2 separate regions of the Triticum aestivum genome follow, and region 2 is linked to region 1. Evidence: chromatin contacts called from public Hi-C data. All regions are on one chromosome and are shown on one strand. The core of a region is the stretch at or near the end of the contact, and the rest is flanking DNA. Distances in the headings are between cores, read along the strand shown. Region 1 holds the start of LOC123096339 (GDP-L-galactose phosphorylase 2). Region 2 has its middle 24 kb from the start of LOC123096340.

Region 1 (7,341 bases), core at 3,279-5,778:
TAAATGCAGGCAACCAACAGGCCATTTGTGCGACTGTGCCTGGGATTGAGACTGTGTGCATCGACTTCGCCTGTGCCTAGGACATGTGCGGTGGCCATGTGCAAATGACAAGCTTGACAAAAGAAAAATACAAATGAAAAGGCAAAGGTAGCAGTTTAGAATGAGAAACACGGTCGGGCGATGAACACACCAATGCATTTCAGTTATAAACAAGCCAACACGCATACCTGTGCTTAATAATAAACTGCACAGTATGAACACCAGCACTAGTCGCCAACAACGGTAGCTAAAGATCAGAGGCAGAAGTAGCAAGCAAGAGCGGACACGGTACAATCACTGGGATCCCTGCTAACACCAAGCAGCCACAGATAATGCGAACCAAGCGACCTGAATCGATTTGAACGATTTCCTTTGCTCTCTCACTGAAGGACAAGGCAACCTTCCGACATGTGTGAAGAGGCTCGTGGGACGGAGGATGACGACGCATAAGGAGACTCACTGGATTCCTCTTCCTCGTCAGATTCAGTGAGGCCGGTGGCCTCGAAGATACATGCCTTCACCTCCTCAAATCGCTCCTCCGACAGAGACACCTCAGCGAGAAGCCTCCAGGCCGATGCTTCTGAAGCCTCCTTGAAGTCCGTCCTCCGTTTCAGAACAATGTGGCCACTGATCTCCCATACTGCGGGGTTCACCTGCGTGTCTAGCAGATCCTGGCTCACTTCACCGAGAGCCTGCTTCTCGGCATAGCACTGCGCATTTGTAACAGGAAAGATTAGAAAACATCAGGGAGGTACAAATGGGGGCAGCAGCCAACATCATTATGCAATTCATGTGGCAGTGGTCTAATTTAACAATGAAGACTAAATATATGGTGTTTCACAAAACTTTAAGCTACAGAAATTATTTCATGTTTGCAGAAAATCTACCTTGAGAATATATTTCTTGATGGATTAGTAATGTTATCATATTTGCAGAAAGAAGCTTTTGACTCTACTGCGGAAATTACCTGAGGAAAAACGAAGATCCTTCTACCGGAATCAGAGATGAGGACGTTGAAAGGAACATTGTTCTCCTGGAGCCAAATGCAAGCGTTGGTAACCACATCAGCCAAATCCTTCAGTGTGTTCCCTCTCTCAAACACCAAACCTCTCACAGGGAAATTTGTCAGTTTTGACACCTTCACTCCACTATTCAGCGCACACTTGGCAAGGGGGATCTTCTTGGTAGGCGCCTTCTCAACAGGAAAAGGTACTGACAGGTAGTATGCCTGTACAAAAAACAAAGTTTTAGTGTGATCACCACAATTATCAACTATGTTTACAGCACAGAAGCTAGGCCTTTGTGTAATGATTTAGGTACCTGGAAATGGAGATGATTGATGGTGGCAAAGGCACCCAAGCTGTTGTAACCAAGCCTGAAGTATGGGCTTGCAGCCTCAGCTGCCATGTGTAGTGCAAGCAGGAAGCTTTCAGGATCAATTTGCTGAGGCAGGCGGTCAAGGACACGCGGAATGAGAAGCACATGACCGTACTCAATAGGGCTCACCTGCAATCGTTAGAAGTACCAGTGTTAACATCAAGATTTATATTCTGGAATAAAGGTAAGTTTTGGCTGAAAGATGTGTACATTGATTGCAACAACGCTGGGAGCATGGTCACCCTCAGTGCTTGGGGCATTTTCAAGGAAATAGCTGTTGTCGCCACCACCGTTCTCAAAGCGAAAGAGAACCTCCTCCTGGCCAACCTTGGTGAAGTTGAACTTGGCAGAATCGAATGGCTGGAGCACACGGTCAACACGGAACTCGGTCGGGCGCTTCTTGAGGTGTCGGCCTTCGTTAAGCTGTGCAACAAACCCAAGCTCGCCAGGAATCACCTTGGTCTCGCAGGCTGTTACATCATATCTGAATAGGCCTCGGGCCACCCTGTCCTCCCACTAATAAGAGAGAGCAAAGTCGAAATATAAGAGTTCAATAAAATAAAGAAGTAACGGCCAACCTAAAATAACAAGATAATCGCTATGAGATGTTCTGATGGTCCATTTGAAGACAAATTTTCTAGAACTGTGTCCATGTCAATGTTATCTTTCGAGGAACAGAGTAAACAAAAGTATTATATTCCAAACTCAGCCCTACAAAGCTTACTTTTTGCAATAATCAACTCCTATCGCAAAGAAGAAACAATTAGAAACATCCATACTGGATTACAGCTTTATCAAAGGTAAAGCCAACGCAATATCATTGAGAAAACGCCAAGCATTTGCCACTAAATTATGATGTTTCTCATCTATTTTCCCGCAACCTCAAGTTGACATACAGATTGAGTTTGAGGAATCACCTCACCCTAGGATTGGTATTATTGTCGGATCTCACGTTTCTGGTGGCTGATACCTTATGCTTAAGAGTTACGAGGGATGAGGTCTCATTCTTATTCCTCAAAGGAAACATCCCATAAAGTTCTGAAATCTAGATCTATTTGTAATAAAAAGCAAACATTACATGCTTTTATTCTGTCTGTATAGCACATTGAAATGCACCAAATTGAGCTATTTAACCTCCTCTGCCATATTAAGCATTTTAACTACCCAAGGATATCTTAGCATGTTTACAAAATCTTGTAGAAGAATACAGAACAGTATATTTATCGTATTTTGGTCCAAGCGTAACAGCTCTAAGCCAGTAAGCAATAACAAACTCATGTGATCTTCTCAGGAAACAAAATGCACCAAAACACTATCCAGTACTGGTTTTACCAGCAGAACAGCTAAGTGTACGAATTCTTACAACATGACCTTCCTTTCTAACGAATTAAGTATGCAAACTTTTCTAGTATTTTCAATTTTTTTTAAGAAAACTGCAGGGGAGAGAGCCCTACAGTATAGACAGGAACTTAAATTCATGTCTGTGAGTACTTGAACCTAGGTGGTGGGTTGTGCATCCACTCTCCTAACAAAATGAGCTAGGAGCCAGGTTCACTTGATTGCTAGTATTTTCTTACCTGTGCGAGGAGGAGAGAATTGAGGAAGAACTCGGTAGGGAGCTCATCATCCTGAGCAGGCTTCTTTGGGTCGGCCTTGAAAGCATAGAGGGGAAGCTTGGAAGCTACAAGTGTTTATGGAAAAAGAATGGCTAATTAGTAAAGGATGCTTAAATCTGCAACTCTGTGACAACAGAATAAAAGTTTCAGAACTTTGTTTCAGTTGTCTAATTAAAAAAAACTTTGATTAGATTAATGGGACAACGAGAAATTCATACTACTAAACTAAACATAGCTAGATATAGCAGAAGAAGCGGAAATCCAACTCGGTGCCCAAGCTCATCGCTCATCTGCTCCCGCTCAGAAAACAAATCAAAATAAATACTAGAAAAATTAAAAAAAAAATCCAAATTCCTTTTGGTTGGTAGAAAATTTGATACGTGAGGTCCGCTCTAAATTTCAATTCATTTGGACAATGTCTTTATTGCCGAGAGCTGCTCAGATGTCCAAATGAATTGAAATTTGGTGCGGACCTGACGCATCAAATTATCTACCACCCAAAAAAATGGATTTTGTATTTTTTTAGCATTTGTTTTGATTTTTTTTCTAAGAGGGGGTGCAGATGAGCCTGGGAGCAGAAACTCTGCATCCAAGAAGAAGCCCATATTCTAATTCAGTGTAATCAGTACTCCCTCTGTAAACTAATATAAGAGTGTTTAGATAGTAATCTAAACACTCTTATATATCTAAACACTCTTATATTTATGGAGGGAGTAGTATTCTAGGGTATAATCGAAGGAAATAGAAAACTTTTGCCCCAAAGGAAACAAAATAAACCTAAAAAATAGACGAATTCGAGGATAAAATGAGCTGAGCTGCACCTCCCAATATGAAAACTAGATGAAAATTGGGCATGACAGGGCATAATACGCACCAGGCAAGCAGCAATCCCCGAGGCAGTTCCTGCCGCAGCCCCCGCCTCCTTCTTCCTGGTAGTTGGACAGCACCGTCGGAACCCTCTTAATCGTCAGCTTCATCTCCATCTCCTCCTTACTGCTCTTAGAACCTCCTCTGCTGTATCTACCGTGTACCGGATTGTTGTTAACGACGACTTAGCGTGGGTTAGCACTTAGCAGTCAGCGCCGCCGCGCAATCAGAGAAGGAGGCGACCGCCGCCGGCGAGGAAGAGGAGGTCGGAGGGGCTGCCCCCGGCCGAGGGGAGTGCTCCGCGTCCTCCGTGCGGCTCCACCTGCGCAGCGGGGGCGCCGCGCGCGGGGTCCGCGGAAGCAGCCGTGATGCCCGGAGAGACAACCCGGAGGGCGGGAGGGGGGAAGGGCCGAGCGTCCCGGAAGGCTACGGAGGGCTCCAAGGGAAGGAAGTGAAACTTTCCGGCCCGGCTGCCCGCGTCCCTTCGGGGACGACGGCGGACGGCGTGGACGGCGAGGTGGCTGGTTTGTGGCCGGGCTGCGTCGGCGTGGCAGCGGAGGCGAGGGAGGGGGCGGCCTTAAATAGAGGGGGCGGGATTGGGGCAGAGCAGCGGGGGGGAGGAAGAGGAAGGTTTGTGCGGTGGACGCCGCGGCTGTGTGGCGCTGCTTTCGCCGCCCGCGATCGCGCGGCTGTTTTGCTGCCTGGATCGTCCACCGCTCGCCCTCCCACGGAACACAAGCTCCGCTGCTTGCTGACTAGGACCTATGGGGTCCGTCCCGGATGTATGCGTTGGAAACCGACGCGTAGTAGTACTCACAATTCGTATATGTCTATTCTTCTACTTTCTCTATTTTTATATATACATAAGATCTATAATAAATAACGTAGATAACACCCACACGTGTGGCATATTAGGGATCCACCCACACGCCATGTGTGGCATAATCAGAAGGCAGCCCACATGCGGCTTGTGTGGACGAACATTAGAACTGCCCACACGTGTGGGCGCAGCTACTTCGTGCCACACGTCCAACAAGTACTACTCACCCCCACTCCGCGCGTATGGCACGAAGCAAATATGCTCACCTGTCCTGGCGCAACTACGTTAGTTACCCGCGGGAGTTACCCCAGGGATGACAACTTTAGTTATCCGGGATGACAAATGTAGTTGTAAAAGCATGACAACTCTCTCTGTGTTGATTAACTATAGTTGTCATGTCTAATTTATGGTAGTTGCCGTGTGTAAGCATAGTTGCCGTGTGTGATTAACTACTTGCCACATGTGGTCAAACAATAGTTGCCATGTGTGTTAGGTAGTTGCCATGCATGGTCCAACCATAGTTGTCGTGTATGGTTATTCATAGTCGTCATGTGTGTTTGCCTGTTGCCACGTACGTGCAACTGCAGTTGCCATCTACCAACGAATCATAGTTGTCATGTGTGAGTTGCCACATACGCGCAACTGCAGGTGCCATCTATCACCGTTCGAGCGTCGTGTGGGAGAAGAGCAGTTCACCCACACGCGCGTGGACTGGGTGGTGACTGCGTGGGCGGGAACTGGTTCGCCCACACGGCGCAGCTGGCAACCGCGTGTTGCGGGTCGTGTGGGCAAGCACTCTAACGCCCACACAACATGCTATGCCTACATGGCACTGAAAATCCAACAGATCCCTTCAAGATTCGTGCAAAACATAATAGATGGAGATCAAAGCATGTAGGCGAAGTGCAGATATGCCACACGTGTGGGCATTATCATTTGAGATAATAAAAGGATAACGTTGCGTCGGACGCGCTCTACGCGTTAGATCTCTTCAGATCAAAGACACTCGTTATGCCATGTGTCCTCTCAACCCCATTACTTTGCTCCCCCAGTTTTTGTTGCAACGTTCGCGAGGGGGGAGTCCAGAATTTCACGTGAGAGAGAGAGAGCAGCGGGGGCGGTGGTTTCGGCAACCGGAGGGGCAACGCCTGAGATCAGGAGCGGCGACCCCAGGACGAATCTCCCTTCCGTGGCGACTAATGGATCCCTGCTACGTCTCCAACGTATCTATAATTTATGAAGTATTCATGCTGTTATATTATCATTCTTGTATGTTTTACAATCATTTTATAGCAACTTTATATCATTTTTTGGGACTAACCTATTGACCCAGTGCCCAGTGTCAGTTGATGTCTTTTGCTTGTTTTTTACATCGCAGGAAATCAATATCAAATGGAGTCCAAACACCGCGAAATTTTTTGTGGATTTTTTATGGACCAGAAGATATCCAGTGGGCCAGAGAAGCACCTGGGGGGTGCACCGAGGGGGGAACAACCCACCAGGGCGCGCCTGGGGGCCCAGGCGCGCCCAGGTCGGTTGTGCCCACCTCAGTGGCCTCCCACACCCCCTCTTCGCCCTATAAATTCTCAAATATTCCAAAACCCTTCGAGGTAACCCTAGATCGGAAGTTCCGCCGCCGCAAGCCTCTGTAGCCACCAAAAACCAATCGGGAGCCCGTTTTGGCACCCTGCCGGAGGGGGAGATCGTCACCGGTGGCCATCTTCATCATCCCGGCGGCCACCACGATGAGGAGGGAGTGGTCCACTGAGGGAGTCCTGGATTAGGGGGTCCCCGGGCGTCCAGGCTATGTGACATGGGCCGGACTGGTGGGCCGAGAAGATACAAGATAGAGGGCTTTTCCCCGTGTCCGGATGGGACTCTCCTTTGCGTGGATGGCAAGCTTGGCGTTCGGATATGAAGATTCCTTTCTCTGTAAACCGACTCTGTACAACCCTAGGCCCCTCTGGTGTCCATATAAACCGGAGGGTTTAGTCCGTAGAGGCAATCATAATCATACAGGCTAGACATCTAGGGTTTAGCCATTACGATCTCGAGGTAGATCAACTCTTGTAACCCCTATACTCATCAAAGTCAATCAAGCAAGAAGTAGGGTATTACCTCTATTAAGAGGGCCCGAACCTGGGTAAACATCGTGTCCCCTGCCTCCTCTTACCTTCGATCCTCAGACGCACAGTTCGGGACCCCCTACCCGAGATCTGCCGGTTTTGACACCGACATTGGTGCTTTCATTGAGAGTTCCATTGTGCCGTCGTTAGAAGGCTCGATGGCTCCATTGATCGTCTACAACAAGGCCGCCTTGAAGGAGTCTTTTCTCCCTGGCCAAATTTTCGTATTCGGCGGCTTCGCACTGCGGGCCAACTCGATTGGCCACCTGGAGCAGATCGACAGCTACGCCCCTGGTCATCAAATTAGTTTTGGAAATCTGAACTACGTCGCCGATATTCGAGGAGACTTGATCTTCGAGGGGTTCGCGACGCCGACCACCGCTCCGGCCTTAGATCCAGAGCAAACTGCTGGGTCCGAAGATGGGAGTGCCGATCCCACCAGACTCTCCATAATTACGGAGGTCACTACCTCAGATCTAGATAGGACTGTGTCATC
Region 2 (7,341 bases), core at 3,104-5,603, 73 kb after region 1:
TGAAGCTGACAAATGGGTATACTATCGCCATGGTGGGGGCGAAGGAGTTATATTGTGCTTGTATGTTGATGACATACTGATATTTGGAACCAACCTGTAAGTTATTTAGGAGGTCAAGTCATTTCTATCTCAGAACTTTGAGATGAAGGACCTTGGGGTGGATGATGTTATCTTGAACGTCAAGCTATTGAGAGATGATGAGGGTACACTTCTGCACTCCCATTATGTTGAGAAGATTTTAAGTCATTTTGCATATTCGGACTACAAAATTTCTCAAACACCATATGATCCTAGTGTGCTGATTCAAAAGTTCGAAAGCACGGCTAAAGAATGATTGAGATATACTCCCAAAATATTGATTCACTCATGTATCTAACGAGCACAACGAGGTCTGACATCGTGTTTGCTCTAGCAAACTGAGCCGGTTTCTTTCCAATCCGGGTGATGTACATTGACATGCTATTGAAAGAATTATGCGCTATCGGGAAGGTACTATGAACTATGGACTTCACTATACCAGATACCCGTCGGTACTAAGGGTATAGTGATGCGAATTGGATCTCTGATGGTGATGAGATGAAGGCCATAACGCGGCATATGTTTACTCTTGGAGGCGGCATTGTTTCCTGGAAGTCTTGCAAACAAACGATCCTAACTAGATCGACAATGGCAACAGAATTAACAGCATTAGACACATCTGGCGTCGAAGCAGAATGGCTTCAAGATCTTTTGATGGACTTGTGAGTGGTTGAGAAGCCGATTCCGGCTATCCTTATGAACTGTGGCAATCAGACAGTTATTGCCAGAGTAAAGAGTTCAAAGAACAACATGAAGTCCAACAAACATATAAGAATGAGATTGAAAGTTGTCAGACATTTAAGAAACTCCGAAATGATAGCGTTGGATTATATCCAAACAACCAAGAATCTGGCAGATCCCTTTACTAAAAGGCTATCACGTGTTGTGATAGAAAATGCATCGAGGGAGATGGGTATGAGACCCACATGAGTTGCCATGATGGTAACCCAACCTATGTGATCGGAGATCCCGTGAAGTAGGACTTGGTAAAACAAGTCAGTGGTGAACTAAGGAGAGTAACTTTACTAACTCACTCCGTTGGAGATGCAATACTCTCGGAAACTGAATGTTAGGTTAACTACTGTCTTAATGTGTTTCAAAGCTTATACAAGCAAGATGTTGTCCTACAGAACGATCTTTGGAGGAACACACCTATATGAGATCGACTGCTGGTCACAGTCTATGAGATTGGGGTGATCTCTAGTAAGCTCATGAATAGGCCAAGAGTGTGACTAATATGCTCCACGCGAAGGGTCAGCCTTCGGCGGTTTAGTACTAGTAAGACATGTGATGAAACTTCTTTATCCAAACTAACAATTCAAGGCATAGTCCATTGTTCAGTTGTGAAGGAGTGTAGCTACTTGCTCTAGATGGAGTTAAACCTTAACAGGTCTCCCCTTAAATACTGGTGTACCAAAACCGTGTTTGCAACAAAGGACAAAATGGGTCCTTGAGATCTAGTGGGGGATTGTTGAAATATGAGGGTGCCCCTAGGGCCCATCTAACAATTTCAGAAAATCTCTAACGGCCCATGTGGATTTTATGGCAATGTGTGTGGTGGGAGTTTAGTCCCACATTGCTAGTTGATGAGGGGTTGGACCTCCTTATAAGGGATTCTCTTCCACATGCTATTGCAGCTTGAGAAGAGAAGTGGTTCCCGCGCGCTCCTCCTCTGCCGCCCACCTCACCACGCCACGCCTCGTCACGACGGGTTGCGGGAATGAGCCTAGCCGAGCTCACCCATATGCGTTTATTTTTGCCGGTTAGAAACGGAGAGTCCCTAATAGAAGAGCCACGATCTGAGATGTCGGATCGTGGGCTATTACCGACCCGGACATGGGTCCAGCCCACGTCTATCCACACGTCCGCGCCTATATATTGGAGGCGCCGACCAACCCTAGCCGCCACAAAACATATTGCATCTACCTCCGCACCCACTGTCATTCCTTTTGCTGCTGCTGCCGCCGGTGATCCCATCCCATCCACCGCGTACACGGTCGACGGGAGAGCAGACCTTTGAAACCCCGCCTCTCCGAATCCTATACGGGAGAGGGGCGATTAGGTTTTTGCGGAGCATCTCCTGCTTGCCGTCGTTCGTCCACGTCCGCTGCATCGTCTACGTCTGTGTCGTCTTTATTGTCACCATGCCCACCGCTTACGAAGCCGACCGTGCCACTGCTGAGAAGCTTGAAGCCGAGAAGAAGGCCACCAAGGATGCCGTTGCCGCCGCCGCCTCTGCCTGGCCGATCGGAGGGTATAACTCGCTTATCCCACTCTTGTTATTACTGTTTTAGCCGTACTAATGATTTGCATAGATGTTTCTACTCTCTAACTAGTACGCAGTAATATGATCAATTATCAGTATGTGCTTAATGTTGTTTATGTCATGCCCATGATATATTTTTGATTAATTTAATCGAAAATTTGCTTATTTACTCAACACTATGTAGATGCCATCTAACCGCGTTGTGTCGAGCCCGTCTTCACCAAGGCCACGTGGCAACTGACAAAGGGACACATCTGTTAGATTTTTACTCAAACTGCTCTAATTGTTTAATCAGCGTTTTTCGCAAATTGTTAGTATAATGATGACCGGTTTTTGCAACAACAAAAAAACGAAACATGATGGTTTTCGATTTATGGTCCACAAATGTGATGGTTTCTTATGATTTAGGAGCCATTCGGTGATCCACTAGCTCCGTCAAATTTGAGGATCTGCAGAGCATCTATTCCCCTGCTTCGGGATTTTTAACTTGCGCTCTGCCGGCTCCCGGAGCGAGAGCGTGGAGCGAAGGAGGGCCGAACAGGCCCTTACTCGCTCAGTTTGCATTTTGCGTTGGCAGCGATGAAAAGGTACGCGAACAACCACGACGCTCCGACGAGCTAGGACTGCCCTCGCTGTCGCACATGCTTGCGGCCAGCATTTGCTGAGAGAAATGAACGTGGAAGGGATACCCGCGCAGGTTGCAGTCCTTCGTACGCGTAACTATCGGTCCAAAAATCACTCTACAAGCGTCAAAACTTATAGTATGATTTAGCCGGTGCTGAGCCGACTGCCGCTGCTGCCAGCAGGCTGCACGCGTAGCTATCAACCACAGGTCGACACACCCTCGATGCCACTCTTTCACTATCTGAATAATGCTCAACCATTCTCGCACACAGCAGGAATATTATTATTTTATTATTAAAAGAATTATTAATATCGATATATATCAATTACACTCCGCATCTACATCAACACGACTCAAGACATCGAGGATGCACGCTGCCACATTATTACAAAAAGGAAAAAAAGTGTAACCAGCAAAACAACATCAACAAACAACAGTAATAACCATCAATGATAAGTTGCCAACTGGACAGATCCTCCAACATACGACGCACAAGCTCTGTCATCAATGAATCTAAAGTTGAGGCTAGATCATGGGTTTTCATCTTGGAGAGGAGTCCAACTCTCTACAACGTCTTCAACATGGGAACTCAACATCAACGATGACATTGCCAGGTTCAATCAATGAAGGTTGTACCTAGAGTTTTGATGCCACTTGAGCCCCTACACTCAAAAATACACTACCTGAGCGTGCCACCGGGATCCTCCAACACCGAGGCTAAAATCCGTCGTCATGCCGCCGGAAGCAATATAACCGTCGTGCATGCAACCACACCAGTATGTAAAATCACCTCCACACAAGGACCATGAAGATGTGTCGTCATCACCATCATCGGAAAACGGAACTACGAAAATTCACCGTCGCCGCAAATGGGGAAACGAAAAGCCTCCACCACAAATCATTGTCGTGTCGTCGTCGTTGACGCCACGACTGGCTAGCTCATTGCCCTCGCAACCATTGTAACATGGCCATCGTCGACATGTCTGGGGCCACCACCCTGACATTCGATCTCCATTGATGTGTGTGTAGTTGCCGCAACGCTCCAGCCACGAGGATTCCTATAGCGCAAGGTGTTGAGCCCGGCGGCTTCTTTATGTGGCAGTGGGGCGGATGAGATCACGAAGGGGGGAGGGGGACGGCGAGGTGGTCGGGAACGATAAAGTAGGAGCGGAAGGGAATATTCCCCGTCCCTATAAGAACATCAAAACGTCATTCTCTCACTCAGACCCACAAAAACGTGCGTCCAAAAGCACCAGTCGGCGCTGCAGCATCCTCCACGCAGAAGACCGCTCGTCCAAGTATAACGAAAGCTGACAAGATAGCAGACGTGGCGGTTTCTCCAGCATGCAGTCATACGCTCCCTGTGCGGCTGCAACCGCGTCCAGCTCAAATGGGCCGGTGTGCTTTTCTGGTGTGAGGCCGCTGCTCACTCCAGTTTGGTCTCCCCGACCAAATGCATCCTTGTCACGGGAAAAACGGCACCGTGATTCACACAGGAAACATTCTTTTTCAAGGGAAGAAAAACCTGAAGACGTATCTGTTACTTTAGGACACCAACATACGAGTACACTGGCATTACAAATAATCCCCTGCATATAAGAGCAATTCCAATGGGGCGACCAATTTCGTCCGACGCCGTCCGCTTAGGTCGGCGCGGACAAAAAAAGAGGCCCAACGCGGCGACCCAAATCCAAATCGAGTCCGCTTCGCGTCTACGCCGACGCATTTGCGGCCCAAATTTGCGCCCCAAATGCGTCGGCGCGGACGTAGAACGGACGCCACGAGCGCCTTCTTGTTGTCCGCCACGGCCTCACTTGGCGGTCGTCCAACCGCCAACCACCTACCTGGTCAGCTTAATTTATGACCTCGGGCCCACACATCAGCGACGGCGGTCGTCTTTTTTTAAGCCGACCGTGCGGCGGGGCCGTCCTCATCCAGCCAACCCCCGTCCCCATCTAGCCACACTCGCTCTCCCGTCGCCGGCAAACCCTAGCCAACCCTAGCCACCCCAGCCGTGCCAAATTGGGCTCTTCTCCGGCGCCGGCAGCAGCAGTAAGGCCAAGGGCAAGTCGCCCGCCATCCCCTTTCCCCTAGAGTTTCTCCCGCCTTCGCCGGCGCCAGCTCGCCGGTCGAGGCATCGCGTCAACGTGCCGGTGTACCAGGCGGAATGGCACTGGCAGCACCGCGTGCCTCTCCCGTACCCCGACGCCACCCTGCCGCACGACTGGCACCTAGATCCGGAGAGGATCCTGGTGCCGGCTGAAGGAAATATGCCCTAGAGGCAATAATAAAGTTATTATTTACTTCCTTATATCATGATAAGTGTTTATTATTCATGCTAGAATTGTATTAACCAGAAACATAATACATGTGTGAATACATAGACAAACAGAGTGTCACTAGTATGCCTCTACTTGACTAGCTCGTTGATCAAAGATGGTTATGTTTTCTAGCCATAGACATGAGTTGTCATTTGATTAACGGGATCACATCATTAGGAGAATGATGTGATTGACTTGACCCATTCCGTTAGCTTAGCACTTGATCGTTTAGTATTCTGCTATTGCTTTCTTCATGACTTATACATGTTCCTATGACTATGAGATTATGCAACTCCCGTTTACCGGAGGAACACTTTGTGTGCTACCAAACGTCACAACGTAACTGGGTGATTATAAAGGTGCTCTACAGGTGTCTTTGAAGGTACTTGTTGGGTTGGCGTATTTCGAGATTAGGATTTGTCACTCCGATTGTCGGAGAGATATCTCTGGGCCCACTCGGTAATGCACATCACTATAAGCCTTGCAAGCATTGTAACTAATGAGTTAGTTGCAGGATGATGTATTACGGAACGAGTAAAGAGACTTGCCGGTAACGAGATTGAACTAGGTATTGAGATACCGACGATCGAATCTCGGGCAAGTAACATACCGATGACAAAGGGAACAACGTATGTTGTTATGCGGTCTGACCGATAAAGATCTTCGTAGAATATGTAGGAGCCAATATGGGCATCCAGGTTCCGCTGTTGGTTATTTACCAGAGAGGTGTCTCGGTCATGTCTACATAGTTCTCGAACCCGTAGGGTCCGCACGCTTAACGTTCGTTGACGATATAGTATTTATGAGTTATGTATGTTGGTAACCGAATGTTGTTCAGAGTTCCGGATAAGATCACGGACATGACGAGGAACTCCGGAATGGTCCAGAGATAAAGATTGATATATGGGATAATAGTGTTTGGACTCCGGAAGGGTTCTGGTATTCATCGGAAGGGGTTCTGGATGTTTCCCAAAATGTTTGGGCACGAGAACACTTTATCTGGGCCAAAGGGGAAAGCCCACGAGGTTTTTGGAAAGCGCAAAAGGAAGTTTTGCGGAGTCTAGGGGCCAGACGCCAGGGTCCCTGGCGTCCGGGTCCAGACGCCGGGAACCCTGGCGTCTGGCCCTGGAGTCCGAGAAGGACTCTTGCCTTTCGGGTGAAACCGACTTTGTGGAGGCCTTTACTCCAACTTTCGACCCCAATGCTCAACATATAAATAGAGGGGTAGGGCTAGCACCCAAGACACATCAAGAAACACCAAGCCGTGTGCCGGCAACCCCGTCCCCTCTAGTTTATCCTCTGTCATAGTTTTCATAGTGCTTAGGCGAAGCCCTGCGGAAACTGTTCTTCACCAACACCGTCACCACGCCGTCGTGCTGCCGGAACTCATCTACTACTTCGCCCGTCTTGCTGGATCAAGAAGGCGAGGACGTCATCGAGCTGAACGTGTGCAGAACTCGGGGGTGCCGTGCGTTCGGTACTTGGATCGGTCGGATCGTGAAGACGTACGACTACATCAACCGCGTTGATAAAAGCTTCCGCTTTCGGTCTACGAGGGTACGTAGACAATACTCTCCCCTCTCGTTGCTATGCATCACCATGATCTTGCGTGTGCGTAGGAAATTTTTTGAAATTACTACGTTCCCCAACAGTGGCATCTGAGCCAGGTTTTATGCGTAGATGTTATATGCACAAGTAGAATACAAGTGAGTTGTGGGCGCTACAAGTCATACTGCTTACCAGCATGTCATACTTTGGTTCGGCGGTATTGTTGGATGAAGCGGCCCGGACCGACATTACGCGTACGCTTACGCGAGACAGGTTCTACCGACGTGCTTTGCACACAGGTGGCTGGCGGGTGTCAGTTTCTCCAACTTTAGTTGAACCGAGTGTGGCTACGCCCGGTCCTTGAGAAGGTTAAAACAGCACTAACTTGACGAACTATCGTTGTGGTTTTGATGCGTAGGTAAGAACGGTTCTTGCTCAGCCCGTAGCAGCCACGTAAAACTTGCAACAACAAATTAGAGGACGTCTAACTTGTTTTTGCAGGG

The links. Hi-C and Micro-C count contacts between places; a contact is called where the count stands out from the background.
Region 2: a contact with region 1 is called in a Hi-C map of leaf, with 2.8 times the contacts expected there. The contact joins the enhancer-like site here to the promoter of LOC123096339 in region 1. A contact is called at or near these places in 2 of 5 Hi-C or Micro-C datasets (both in leaf).

Annotation. Positions count from the first base shown.
Region 1 is chr4D:81,292,619-81,299,959 of IWGSC CS RefSeq v2.1, forward strand. LOC123096339 (GDP-L-galactose phosphorylase 2) reads right to left here and starts at 4,529. Exons shown (of 6, transcript XM_044518042.1): 1 at 3,907-4,529; 2 at 2,994-3,097; 3 at 1,627-1,932; 4 at 1,360-1,545; 5 at 1,007-1,267; 6 at 135-749. The coding sequence starts at 4,015. The coding sequence ends at 420.
Region 2 is chr4D:81,365,893-81,373,233 of IWGSC CS RefSeq v2.1, forward strand. No RefSeq gene overlaps it. Among protein-coding and RNA genes, the nearest start is that of LOC123096340, 24 kb to the right of the region's middle. Within about 2 kb of position 4,354, at least 1 of the 8 cell types and tissues checked has an H3K27ac peak or open chromatin away from gene starts, as enhancers often do. A contact at or near this core is called in leaf, where this site is marked.